Regions from separate parts of the Mus musculus genome. Here all the other regions are linked to region 1. A link is a contact called in public promoter capture Hi-C data. All regions are on one chromosome and are shown on one strand. Each heading gives the region's core, a stretch centred on a gene start, on an enhancer-like site or on the middle of the called end of the contact. The rest is flanking DNA. Distances are from core to core; before and after follow the strand shown.

Region 1 (4,944 bases), core at 2,043-4,542:
TGTGGCCACAATGCATTATCTTGACTTTTGGAAGACTGGGTTAGTCTTTCTGAGGAAAGCCTGAAAGATCCTGGCAGAATGTAAAAGGACACAGAAGCCCTGAAATTGGCAAGATAGACGTCAGTGTTAGCAGAACTAGCTTCACTGATTTAGAAAAATAGAGGTGCACAATGCTCTGGCCACTCCTTGAACCTGTGTGTCTGCCAATGTTCTGACCAGGTGTGTGCCCATTGCTGCACCTTCATTAGACTCTTTCCTTGTACCCCTCCCATACCCATTTCTTGAGAATAGACATTGTTTAGATCTGGAAATCCCCTAATCTCCCCCTTCTCCTTTCCCCCATGAGGGCCTATAAAAACTGGGAACTCTTTCCCCTTGAGGTCGACTCCTCTACTCCTGCGTGGGATATGAGTCATCCCCAGAGCTCTGGCTTTCCCTGAATAAAGCCTCATGTGGTTTGCAACAAGCTCGGTCTGTCATGAGTTCTTGGGTGTCCGCTATTGTCCTGAGGTCTGAGCAAGGGGCTCCTCTCGGAGTCTTTCAAGCCTATCATTTCTAACTGTGCCATATATGATTCTATCATGTTAGCATGGAGATGAATAATAAAAATAGCAATTCCTAACTTATAATTACTATTATATAAAATTCCAGTGAGATTATACAACTCCCTCATCTATGTAAGGGGAAGGCACCATTCTGTACCTGAGGCAGCTGTAATTTCCTGGCAGTAAGTTTTACTCTTCTATGACCTCACTTATGGAATGAAGCCACCTCTTCTTACCACACAAGCATGTTCTTAACACATTCTACCAATGCATGAAGTTCTGCTTCATTTCAAAAGCCTATTGATTTTTCAACTTCAGTTGGACTCTCAACAGTGTAAATCAAAACACTGTGCTTTTTTTTTTGTTTTGATGTATTTTGCTTGTTGTTTTTTGAGACAAGGCTTCTCTATGTAGCCCTGGCCAAGCTGGAACTCACTTTGTAGACCAGGCTGGCCTTGAATTCTCAGAGATCCACCTACCTCTGCCTCCTGAGTGCTGGGATAAAAGGCGTGTGCTACCATTGCCAGCAAACAGGGTGGAGTTTTATGAAGGTGACTTTATTCATGATATTACTACAGAAAGGACATATATTAATGAAGAATATCTCACAATAAAGAAAGGGATCCAGGAATCAAGAAGTCAAGAAGGAAGAAAACCATGAGTCTTGTTATCTTAGGGTCTGTCTTCTCTTACAACACGTAAAGTCATGGTTATTCCCTGGAATCAAAAATTACGGGAGCAGTTATTGACATTGTAACACTTTAGCCACTGTGGCTGCTACAATCTCCTGCTGTACTATGATGTCACTGGTCTGTGATGGAGCCCAGTGTAGAAGAGATGCTTCCAAAGTCAAGACTTTCTAAAGTTTTATATACAAGCCTATGACCTTTAAAAGTCATGTAAAGACTCCATCATTTCCAAAACTAGCTAAGTCAACAGGCAATAAAGAGAGGGAAGCACCCCCACCCCCACCCACCGCTTCAGAGAACACTAATGCAGGCATGTCTGAGCATTGTACACTTCAAAGAGGTGCTATAACCACAAACCCACACATCAGATAAAGTTTTAGGGCAATCACACTTTCCTGAAATAACTTAAAAGATGTTTTGTTAACTAGGTTGTGCCTGCAGCTGGGGCCATATGTATATTAAATCTTGGATCAATGAGAAAGGGGCCTCAGGACCTGCTACATAGTTTTTAAATAAATGTGGAACTAGGGGATCAGGGTTGGGGGAGAGACTATTTTGTGACAATGAGTTCCAATCATTGAATGTGATTTAGAAGGATAATGTAAATGAAAAGTAGGAGGAAATACAAGACAAAGGAATGACTTGTAGAAACTGTAAATATGGCTGGTCTACAAAATGATCTTAAAGTCTGATGTGGTCTGTATTTTGAGAAGAATTTCTCTATATTTCTAAATATAGAATTTATCTATATTTCATTTTGAAGATAGAATTTTTATCTCTACCATCTATCATTTATCTGTCTTTCTATGTTATTCTAGGTCACGTTTCGGCTGAGATTGAAGTAATCTAATTGTTCTTGTTCATTTATATGAAGGATGGTGTATAGTGTAACTCACAACGAAGTAATTAATTGCGCAAGGGCCATCAAGTTATACAACACATCAACTCAAAATATTACCCTACTTTTTCTGAAGTATTTTTTATTTGATTCTCTCATGATATTATCATTAGCTCCTTTGATTGTAGCCACTTGTGCTGATGAAATTCTTCATAAGTTTTACTTGGTTAATATACATTATATTACTGTGCTATGCTTCATATAAAATAATTTGACCTCTATGTGGATGTAGAAAAAAACAAAGATTTTTTTATTATTAATTACTGTCATATATGATTTCATGACTGTTCCTCTTTTGCCCCTCTGTAGACCCCAATGCTTTGAGGATACTCAGTTGCTAATCCATTACCTAATAAATAACCAACTGTGTAAAAACATGCATGTATGCAAAACACTTTGGCACTAAGACTTATTTTCAGGCATTGTGATGGTTTAAAAAGGAGTAGTGGCTCCCATAGGCTGATATATCTGAATGTGTAGACATTAGGGAGTGGCACAATGTGAGAAGGATTGGGAAATGAGACCTTTTTGGAATAGGTGTGGCCTTGCTGGAGGAAGTATGTCACTGGGTGTGAGTTTTGAGACATTAAAATAAAGAAAAACTTAAAAGGATTGGAATGAAAATATATGAAGTCTAAACAAAATGGTTGGTACTAAAATTGTTAAGTTACCCGGGCGTGGTGGCACACGCCTTTAATCCCAGCACTCGGGAGGCAGAGGCAGGCGGATTTCTGAGTTCGAGGCCAACCTGATCTACAAAGTGAGTTCCAGGACAGCCAGGGCTACACAGAGAAACCCTGTCTCAAAAAACAAACAAACAAACAAAAATTGTTAAGTTAATAACAATCGTATACATATTAAAGCCATATACAATGACGGTTTTGGATCTTTTGTGGACCGATGGAGTACAAGCACTCTCTCAAGAAGCATGTTCTTGTATGTGTGTGTTAATAAAGGGAACTGTCCAAATTTATAGATTTCCCTCTAACTTCAGATTTGAAGGTAGCAACTATAAAAAGCACATTCACGTTCTGTGACCTTTAGGTTCATAGGCCAGAGCAGGGGAAGGCCTGTAGCTGTAGGCAGGAGCAGGGATGTGGTCCGGGGGCGGAGCCAGAAGTCCGGGGCGGGGCCGCGTCTCGTGGGCGGGGTCGCGTCTCGTGGGCGGGGCCGCGTCTCGGGAGCCCGCCCTGGACGTGACCACGCCGTCGCGCCCTTCCATGCCTTAGCTGGGTCAACTTGCGGAAGACACGCAACAGGCCGTGCCGGTGCAGCGCGTGGGACGCGGGTCAGGCTGAGAAGTGCAGCTCTGGAGGGCTGGGGCCTAACTGGTGAGCCGGGTGGCTGAGGGCTGGGGACCTGGCCACGTGCACCGCCGGACTGGTGGCGGGCGGCACACGCCGGCGAGCTAGAGCCAGGCTGCGCGCGCAGACGGGGAGGGGCAGGGACCACGGTCGCGGACTGAGGAGGGGCGCGGGGACTGTCGCCCAGCTCGGGACTTGGAGCGTAGGTTGCCTTTTTATCTCCACGTGAGGAAGACTGCCTGTCTGCCTGCCTGCCTCCAGGATGTCCAACAAGTGACTAAACAGGTTTCAGGAAGTCTACCAGCGGTCATGATCTGAACTTCCGGCGCCGGGAGTTGGGTTTCACCAGCTCCTTTTTAATACCTGGATGCCTCTGAACTTTTGGGCTGCATCTTTCGTGACCTCATGGACCCCCCGAATACACATAATTCGTATTCTGTTTATATAAAGCTGCAAAAAAACATAACTGCCATTCAGTGAGACATCTCTGAATTAATGAAAACTTTTCTGGGTGCTGAAGACAATTGCTTTCAGTTAGCCTGGTGATTTTCTTACAAGCAATATATAATTAAAAAGTATTTCACCACTTTATTTATTTTATGTGTGGATGTACACAGGCTATGATGTACCGGTGGAGGTTGGTGGACACTTTGAGGGAATCCTTTCCTTCCAGTATGTGGGTCTCAGAAATTAAACTAAGTGGACAGCAGGTGTCTTTACCGCCTGAGTCATCTCTCAGGCCCATGGTGTATAACTACTGTCAGGTGTGATTAATTGAGCTAAGTTCAATCTAGTCTTCTCTAGGTTAGTGGGCCTACAATTCGTTCATTAAGGACTTCTGTGAATGTAGATTTCTGCCTCCAGCATCAGAAGTGGTACTCCACTAGGTTTGATGTGTGCATCTAGACATTAGCGTGTACCACGCTTTGCTGGTAAAATACTGCTACCATGGAGAGAGACGTCCCTGCCAGGGCTGCTAGTGAGTATTGATATCTATGGTTACTTGTACAGAATAATAGTCCTAATTGTGCAAACCTCCTCCTCCTCCTGTCTTTCCCAAGTGGTGGTGGTCATGGGGTTTTTTTTGGGGGGGGGGGGTTTGTTTGTTTGGGGAGCTAGTGAGTAAGGCTTTTGAGAATTTGCTAAGAAGAAAAAGTGAAGAAAAATTCTGACTTAACTGTCTTGTGCCATACTTGGCTAGGTTTGTGCAAGGTAGAGGTAGCTATCTCTTAAGACACTCTGTGGCTTCTTGTCATTAAGTTTTACCATGGGAAAATTAGGTCGCCCTAAAATGTAGATTCTTAAGTTTGTCAACTATAGTAAGAGTGCCAACATTTATTTTCGGGTTGAACTTATCAGCGATACAGCAATTACCAGTTTATAAACTGAGTCTCTTTTAGAATTGTTTAAGTGCTTTTAAATCAACTTACCGCAACCCCAGGTCTATAGAAAGAAATATTCTTGTTTCTATCTGGGAGCCCCGTGGGGCTTACAGGCAGGTGCTGCAC
Region 2 (4,612 bases), core at 1,080-3,579, 2.2 Mb before region 1:
TTGCCCATAACCACACACACACACATGAACTAAGAACTTCCTTACGATGTTTTAACTCAGAAAAATTCTTCCCAAGCTCCGGACTTCATGCTATAACCACTAGGTCACTTTCTAGAAAGTCCTTATCATTGATTCTTAAAAGGTTTCCATAATGGGTTGGAATCTTTTTACTGGGCTGACACTATAGATCAGTGTAGGCAGAGCACCTGTTTACCATGTACAAGTCCCTAAGTTGCACTTAGGGAATGCAACTTACATAACCACCCATCCCTCATAAATGTGTACGGATTTTCCAGACCTATCTTTCTCTTAAGTCAAGCAGTGCTAGTTATTATTCCCCAAATAAATCCTTAATTTTCCTGCCTTTGCCTCCATTTCTGCCGTTTCTTTATTCTCTTAACAGCATAGCACAATCTGGGATTTAGCCTCCAGCTCTGTAAGGTATTTAATATTTGAAATATGGCTAGACCAACTGAAATTCATGATAAGTATAAAGTGTACATAAATCTTTTCATATGGGTAAAAATTAAAAACTAAATCTGGTTGTGGTGGTATACACCTTTAATCCTAGAGCTTAGGAGACAGAGGTCAGACAAGGCTATATAGCAAGTTCTGGACCAGCTAGGGCTACACAGTGAGACCCTGCCTTCAAACAAATAAATAAATGAAAAACTGCTTTTAAATAATGAGCACATATTCAAATAATACATTGGTGTTGGATATATTTTTTTTAAACATAGTAAAAGTTCTACCTGGTTTTTGTTATTGTTTTTTAAGTTTTCAATGAGGCAAAGGAAAGAAATTTTAATTAATTCCTTCCGTAGCTCACATTATAGTGACTATTTTGAACAATGTTAAGGTAAGTCTTACTGATGCTTCAGAGTCTAACTCACACACCAGTGCCTCCATGAGCTTTTGTAATGCATGCTGAAATGGTTTCTGCCTCTTCTGAACTCCCACAACACTTATTTACAATCTCAGAGAACAAAATTAACTTTAGCTTGCTACATGTGTACCTGTCAGTCCCCAGAAGACCAGCTACTCAACTGCTATATCGTGTATTCCTTTCTGTTATTTCTATTGTCCTCAATTAGTAAAGTACAAATTTACCAAAGGCTTGCATTGTGTGTAGGTACACCGTGACAGTGATATATAAACACTGTGAAAAACAACAGCAAAATCCATGAGTCTTACACCTGGTCAATACAGTTAGATCAACTGTAAGATATACACGTGCACACACACACACACACAACTTCAAAAGTAGAAGTGTCCACCAAAAATTAATGACCCTCAGTGGGAAAAATAATGCCTACCAAAAAGGTATTGGCAGGGTTGGGGATGTATCACAGTTGGTAGAATGCTTGTCCTAGCACACAGGAAGCCCTCGGTTCAATCCCCAGCCCAACACAAACCAGGCAGGATGGAGCTTACAAGCCAGCACTCGGGAGGAGAAAGCAAAAGCATTGGAAGTCCACAGTCATCCTCAGCCACTCAGAAAGTTCGAGGCCAGCCTTGGGCTACATGAGTTCCTTTAAAAACCAAATCTTCCCACAGCCCCAGAGACACATGCAAATGCCCGGGAGAAACAGTAACAAAATTCAAAACGCCCTCCAAGTCATGAAATTAAATTGTGAGGAAAGTGGTGGGGAAGAAAAAAAAATAATAATAACAAATGTTAGAAACTGTTGGGAGATAAACAAAATTAATAATAATAATTTTTTTTTTTAAAGACAACCCTGAACTACGTAGAAGGAATCTTGCTGGGTGTATCTCACGACCTCTGCACTGTCAAAGGTCGCGGTGGTTATTTCAAAAGATCTCATTTCAAATGGTCTGAGATCTCCATCCAAGAACTTCCTCCTTAGTGCGCCCATTCCAACTCCCTGGCTAGGGACTCGGCGAACTCAGTGGGGAAGCCACTCTCTTCGCTGGGCCAAGCGGGAGGACCTGACTTAGGCGCAGATCCAGGATGGCCCCTGAGTCCCCGGGATTCTGCCCCAGCCGCAGAAGCCCGCGGGCAGAGGGGACCCTGAAGCAGAGGGGGCGGGGCAGGGGCTCAGAGGAGGACAGGTGCCTTTTGCTCCACGCCCCGCCAGCCAGCACCTCGGGGACAGGCAGGATGGCGAACAGGAAGAGAAGGGGCCAGTGGGAATTAAACCTGGGCTCGCACTCACCAGCTGTCCCCGCCCGACGTTGACAGTGGCAGAAGCTCTTCTCCTTCCGCCATTGCTGTTGACGTCCACGTCACTTTGCCGAAAAGTGGACCTGGCACCGAGACTGTCTCAGAGATTCAGTGTCGTAAAAGGAGTTATGAAGTCTGAGACTTGAGACTCACCAGAGCGAAAGAGGGAGGAGGCGAGGAATTGGAAGGATGCAACGTCACCACGTCTCTAGGGCGAAAGGCGGAGCCCGGAGCTTTGCGAGAGGGAGAAGATTATGGAAGACCACAAATCCCAGGATGCCAAGGGCCCGCGAACGGAGTGGGCGGGGCACAAGGCTTGTGGGCGGGGCCGACCCTGGGGAGTGGGAGGGGTTCTCCGGGATGGGGCGGGGCGCCACGCTGCGGGCAGGCGTGGCTCAGAGGAGACTCTGAAAGTGAAGCATCCTGGCTTGGCGTCTTAATGTTTGGGTCTCTGGCTGTCCGGTGTGAGCCAGAATTGAGAATCCCAGCTAGTGGAGAGAGGAGGGCAAGTATGAATTCACACAGAGAAGGTAGGCTGAATAGAAAAAAAGGAAAGGACATACCACATCATTTGTAAAGACCATTCAAAAAAATAAAAAGGCCAGGGACTTAGTAAACCATACAGCACTTGCCCAGCATCCTCAATGATTCAATCACCAGAGCTACAAGAAAAATAAAAATACACGAAGGACTCTGTCAAGCTATCCAGTTAAGAAAATTATACTCTAGTCTTCTATCTTAAATATGTCTTCTAACAGCCAGGAGAATCAACTGTAGTTCTGAAACTGAAATTCCAGTTTAAAAAATCAGTTTAAGAAAGCTGCCGAGGGGGGCTGGTGAGATGGCTCAGTGGGTTAGAGCACCCGACTGCTCTTCCGAAGGTCCAGAGTTCAAATCCCAGCAACCACATGGTGGCTCACAACCATCCGTAACAAGATCTGACTCCTTCTTCTGGAGTGTCTGAAGACAGCTACAGTGTACTTACATATAATAAATAAATAAATCTTAAAAAAAAAAAAAAAAAAAAGAAAGCTGCCGAGATCCTTCCCTTCCTAGCCAAAGTCCCATTTGTCCCTCTAAATGGGCCTCCTTGTTCCGCACCCAGGTTTCATCCACAGTACCAGTATTACCAAAACACTAGCCCCTGGGCTATCTTTGCCTAGTACAGATTCAGGGAGGAGCTGAACAAATATTTTTAAGCCCAGGAACAACGATGCAGTTAACTACATGAAATTTATGGATAAATCTGAAAATGCCATTGTTAGATGAACCAAACAGATTACAAACAAAAGGCATCGTTTATGTTTGATATCAATATATTAGCAATAGATGCATGCACACTGAGAAATGCAGGGGTAATGTGTAGAAAAACTGAAAACAATTAAGTTTTAGATGGGGCAGGAATGACCAGAAATAGCTTTAATTAAGTAAAGTAAGTTTCTGTTCGATTGGTTGGCTGGTTATGTTTTGTTTTGTCTTTTGAGACAGTCTCACTAGTAACCTTGAGGAGCTCAGAATTTGCTTTGGAGACCCGGCAAGACCAGGTTTGGCTTGACTCCGGGGCTGGTGTCTGTGAGCTCCTAAGCGCAAGTGTTCTTCCTGCCTCCGCCGCTCAAAGAAGCAGTACGAGAGGTGTTTGCCACTATATTGGTTCTAATGTTTAATATTTCATTTTTAGGAGCTGAGAGGTACCTTCAAGGGTATCCATCATTTTTTTTTCTGAAATATACTTTGGTACCTAAAATGCTCCAGAATTTTAAAAACTATTTAAATAATGTAGCACAGCTGTCCCAGTGATAAACCAAAACATGATGGCTCTCCTTCCAAAAAGAGACAATAAAAAGCTGAACATTCAATTCCAAGCCTGGAGCAGATGTGTAAGGTTCAGTTCTTCATTGTGAAAATTCATTTTTACATAGAATGTGGCTATAGATGACCGTTTTAAAAAATAAAAGGTGTGGCGGCTGGAGAGATGGCTCAGTGGTTAAGAGCACTGACTACCCTTCCAAAGGTCCTGAGTTCAAATCCCAGCAACCGCATGGTGGCTCACAACCATCTGTAATGAGATCCAATGCCCTCTTCTGGGGTGCCTGAAGACAGCTACAGTGTATGTATATATAATAAATAAATAAACCTTGAAAAAACAAAAATAAATAAAAGGTGTGACTCTAGGTCAGATCGCCATTCTGAGACACATATCCTCTGATGGATCCCTTCAGTTGTTCTGGAAGGCTTGCAGAAAAGTGGCTCAAAAACTACTCAGTGACATGCAAGCAATTGTTCACCAGTCAAGCTCATTCTAGCCTTCTATTGAAGTTCATTTTTATTGTAATCAAATTAGTGACTATGTTATAGTCTGTTTGGTAAAATATTCTATTAACGTATATTACTTATTCCAGATGGTGGAGGTGTACTTGGGAGGCAGAG
Region 3 (4,569 bases), core at 1,971-4,470, 2.8 Mb before region 1:
CAGTCCAGGCACCGGGCCGTGGTGGCGCACACCTTTAATCTCAGCACTTGAGAGGAAGAGGCAGGTGGATTTCTGAGTTCAAGGCCAGCCTAGTCTACAAAGTGAGTTCCAGGACAGCCAGGGCTGCACAGAGAAACCCTGCCTAGGAAAACCATAAATAAATAAATAAATAATTGATCGATCGATCAGTCCAGGCTACCAGACTCTAAAAAAGGACATTGATCTGTGGTACAGTGCTTGCTTAGTATGCATAAGGCTTTGGGTTCCATAAATACTTGGTACCACGTTAAAAAAATGTATTTTTTTAAATGGTAAAAGTAGCTATTTGATACTGGCTTGCTACAGAATTTTCCCCTCATGGGTTTTTCTTATTATTATCTCATTTCAGGTTATTCAATATGATTGTCCTATGAATTTATAATCCTAATTCTGAACCTTAAGACTTTTAGTAATTCAAATTACTACTATAAAAGTGCATATTTAGGATCAAGTAATGGGTTAATATTTGTTTTTCTGCAAGGCCAAGTAATTCCTTAACATGCTTATCTATAGACACAGAATGTTCCTACTCTTTTTACCTGTTCCAAGTAAATGACCAAGAGCACCATTTAAGCTGTCCTGAACCTCCCACAGGCTACTCTGCTTTCATTCCTGAACTTTCACTATTGCCAGCTTTCTGTCTCCTTCCCTAAAACTTACTGAACCTCCATTTTCACCCCCGCCCCTTTAATGTGGAAAATCCCTCACCAAATCACCAAACTATTCATCTTGAATTGTTTTTCATGAGTCCTAGCTTATATCATGAATATTAAATATAAACCTCCCAGTAGTCCTCACATAAACGCTCTATCTAGTCTTTGCGTCTAACTATCCCTCAAATGAAAACAGCCCTTCACTACAAGGTCAAAGCAGAAGAACAAAGTGGAACAATGTTCCACAATCTGGATGCCACAGTTATCTTAATGTAAAGAGCACTGTTGGGTTTTGTTTGATCAGTCTCACAGGTGACTTCTAATGGCTGTGATGACGTGACACCTCTATAGAACCAACTCTTACATTGTTGGCCCAATTTGTTCTCCACCTTTAGAAAACATTTACATAACATCTACTCTACCCCAGGCTCTAAAACATATTAAGTTTAGAAAGATAGTAACTATCTCATACTTTCATTGATAGTCTGACAGGAATGAAGATCTTACAATAAATCTGCATTTACTGCCTTCTATCTATAGGCCATATAAGTCAGCAATATAGACTAAGGACCGGTGCTTAGAAAGCTGAACACTCTCAGTTCCTGAACCATAGAACCATCTCACAGTACCTTCTTTACCTGGCCAGAAGGGGCACCTCATATCAAGATACACTCCCAAGTAAGACCAAGTTCCAGCACAAATGTACTTGGTAATTAATATGCCCTCTGATGGAACTGGGAAGCACTCAGCTCCAGTGGACCTAAAAGCTAACATTACATATCCTTAACATCTACCATGGGTGGCCCAGTTTCATTTCTAGTTTCCTCCCTGCAGTCTTAGCTAAAAGTTGTCCATTTGTGTAGCAATGTCAGGCACCACCGTTATTTCCTGTCCCAAGAGAAAACCTCGTCCACACAGCTGTCAACTCTGGTCCTGCCTTTCTCTAAGCAGGTAGAGATTAACATGAATGAGTTCCTAGAACTACTGTTAAGATCACTATGCATTTTCTGATGCATCTCGTTGCTGTCTTACTACTTCCTAAGTCCAGAAGTGACTCAACCTGGAACTTAACCTTCATCCAAGAAATTCCTGGTAACTGGGATACACTGATGTGTCCAAGGACATAGCCCCTGCACTAGGATACCTCAGCCTCAGGCACCTGTTGCTTAACCTGAGAAGAGGCCCTCTTTCAGAAGCTTCTAAAACGCCCACCCTCTAAACAAGTTTCTTTTTCCCTTCTTTCTTTTCTTGTCCCCGCCTCCCCAAGACAGGATTTCTCTGGGTAGCCTTGGCTGTTCTGTAGACCAGGCTGGCCCCGAACTCAGAAATCCACCTGCCTCTGACTCCTGAGTGCACCACCACCAACTGGCTCCTTTTTCTTCTCTATTTTTTCTTTCTCTCTTTTCTTTTCTTTCTTTAAAGAACCTTGATTATTCTAAAACTGTAAGTGGGTCTCAAAATCTGTATGACACGCAGTGTATATGGCAAGAATGTAACCATTTTCACTGGTAGCTATGTGAGCTCAAGTTCTTCTCTGCGGCGTACTTTCTGCACATGCGAAGGGAGCCTAACAAGCTACTTTGGTAGAATCTTTGAGATTACCTATCTACAATTCTCCCTACCGTGCCCAGAGACGGCAACTTAACAAAAGTTGGCAACTGTAATCAGTAAAACTGGGTAGGGCCCCAAGAGGACACTAAGCACGGGAGTGTACGACCGAATGGGGCTCCTTTCTGTGTCCTCAATCTACCGATTAACTCCAGGTCTACGCTCCAACGTCCAAGCCACTCCCGGGGATCAGGCACAAACGCTTTGGGCTTTCTCAAGCCCCCTTTCTATGTCTTCCATGATTCACCCTCCACCTTCCAAGTTGCTCTAGAGGGTGAAGCACCGAGCAAACGCCCCAGGCTTCTTCGATCCCTGGTTCTCGACCTCCGTAAGAGGTACCCCCAGGCTCCCCTCTACTCTCTGGGGCCGGAGGGAACAGGACTTGGGGTATCAGCGGGGCCAAACGCCCTCCAGGTCAGGCCGGGCCGGGCGCCCTCTCCTCCCCCTCCCTCCCTCCCTCCCAGCCGCCCCTCCCCCATGCCGGGCCGCTCGTCCGCCTCACCCGGGCCCTGCGCCCTCCCTCCCAGCCCCTTCCCACGGTCCCCAGCCCCACCCTCCCACCCGGCGCTGGGAGGTTCCAGAAGCCCTGCGGCCCTCCCGGTTCCCCCGACCTCCTCCTTGAGTCGCCACGCGCGCCTCACTCCGGCGGACATACCCCGCTTGCCGAGGCCGTCCACCTCAGCTGACCCGGCCGCTGCGGGCTCACTCGGTGTCGCAGAGGAGGCTTCCAAACCCCGTCCGCTCCGCCGCCGTCCGCCGAGCCTCGCCGAGCTGCAGGCTGCGCAGAGCTGGCCAATCGCACGCACCCGACGAGCCTAGCGACAGCCACGGTCCCGTACGTGGCAGGTGGGAAGCGCAGGGGCGGGAGCGAAGGGGAGAAAAAAAAAAACTGCCCTGGCGCCCCGCCTCCAGGCGCACAAGCCAGTCAGGACGCATGCGCAGTGGGTGAGGGGCGGGGCGGGCGAAGACCCCGCTGCGTCGGGTGAGCGGCCCGGCTTCCTCACTGGATGACCGAGTGTAGGAAGTGCGAGCCGAGGCGGACACGCATGCGCAGGGAATTACCAGCACTTCCGGTTTTCCGGGCAGCCAGTCTTTCCTAAGTCTGGCTGCTGGGTGGGCGGGGCGTAGTCTGCAGGGCTGGGTTTGCTACGAGAGCCTGGGGGAAGTGGGGCATCTGTCCAGAAAGGTTTGGGTCTTGTTGCTTTGTGGCTGTCGTGACTACGCGCTAGTCTGTCACATCTCGGAAAAAACGAACCCCTTTTCCGCCTTCTTTCTACACGTTCATTCATTCATTCATTCAGGATTGAGTGCCTACGCTTTGCCGAAAGAGTGCTAGGATGAGTCAGTTCCCCAGCTAAGCTCTACCCAAACATTTAGGAAGATCCGAGTTTAGAGGGCACACCCACCGGTGCAAAAGACAAACTTGGATAGTAAAAACCGAGGCTTCAAGAAGGCTTTTATAGGATAGAGATTTGACCATACCCTACACTCGCCTAAATTCAGTTTTCTTTTTGCTTTGGATGTGTTTAAATGGATGGAACTTGAGAATTATCATCCTGAGTGAGGTGACTCAGTCACAAAGGAGCAAACACGGCTTGGACTCACCCTTGAAAAGACTGCTTACACATTGGTCCCTGACTAGTGTCTGAGCAACTAGAATTCAACAATGCTTCCACTGTTCTTTATTAAGAGCCATCCCTTGTGTCTAAAGTGTTTGAATAAATGTATTTTACGCTGAACACATTTCAATCTGCTTGCAATCTGGGTGCCAGGAATCTTAGTACACAGCAACCAGTGGGTCCCGTAATCTCCTTTAACAAGAAGAAGAAGAAAAATAAATAAATAAAGCAAAGTGGAGTGGTATAATCTAACACTACAATCTAAGTCTTACAAGTAACTTCTGGCAGACTATTCACATGGTTTAGGGACTTGTTGCTGGAAGAAATTAAGTGTGTCCAGGAAGAAAGCTTAGATGTGTGCTCTGGTCTCATACAGACTTCTTTCTTTATAATTTGTTCTTTTGCTATGTTCCTTTATGTTCTTTTCTATAATACCGTATGTCCTAGACATGGATACAGTTCCCTATAGTATCTGTGCAAAAACCATACAATGCCTATAGATGTAATTTGAGCATACTTTTTATTAAAAAAATCTACATCTAGAAACACAGAGATCTCATTACCAGAATAATCTGGAAAGAAGAGGTTGTAGATTTTGTAGCAGTGCTCAGAAAGGACTTTAGTACTGTTGCTTGTCTGCTTTCAGGACA

Evidence for each region. Promoter capture Hi-C pulls out the DNA fragments that hold promoters and counts their contacts. Capture Hi-C pulls out chosen DNA fragments and counts their contacts.
Region 2: a contact with region 1 is called in a promoter capture Hi-C map of liver, with 4 times the contacts expected there. The contact joins the promoter of Tbc1d23 here to the promoter of Riox2 in region 1. A contact is called at or near these places in 3 of 39 promoter capture datasets (hippocampal neurons and liver) and 2 of 9 other capture datasets (adipose tissue and liver).
Region 3: a promoter capture Hi-C map of liver shows a contact between it and region 1, with 2.7 times the contacts expected there. The contact joins the promoter of Tfg here to the promoter of Riox2 in region 1. A contact is called at or near these places in 5 of 39 promoter capture datasets (the 3T3-L1 cell line, the C10 cell line, liver and 1 more), 1 of 484 Hi-C or Micro-C datasets (B cells), 2 of 115 datasets of contacts at active chromatin or transcription factors (astrocytes and thymic regulatory T cells) and 1 of 9 other capture datasets (adipose tissue).

What each region holds. Positions count from the first base shown.
Region 1 is chr16:59,468,483-59,473,426 of GRCm38.p6, forward strand. It overlaps Riox2 (ribosomal oxygenase 2), which reads left to right and starts at 3,293. Exons shown (of 10, transcript NM_025910.3): 1 at 3,293-3,463. 1700022E09Rik (RIKEN cDNA 1700022E09 gene) reads right to left here and starts at 756. Exons shown (of 3, transcript NR_040568.1): 1 at 703-756.
Region 2 is chr16:57,229,137-57,233,748 of GRCm38.p6, forward strand. It overlaps Tbc1d23 (TBC1 domain family, member 23), which reads right to left and starts at 2,330. Exons shown (of 19, transcript NM_001358433.1): 1 at 2,178-2,330. The coding sequence starts at 2,230.
Region 3 is chr16:56,714,230-56,718,798 of GRCm38.p6, forward strand. It overlaps Tfg (Trk-fused gene), which reads right to left and starts at 3,221. Exons shown (of 8, transcript NM_019678.3): 1 at 2,956-3,221.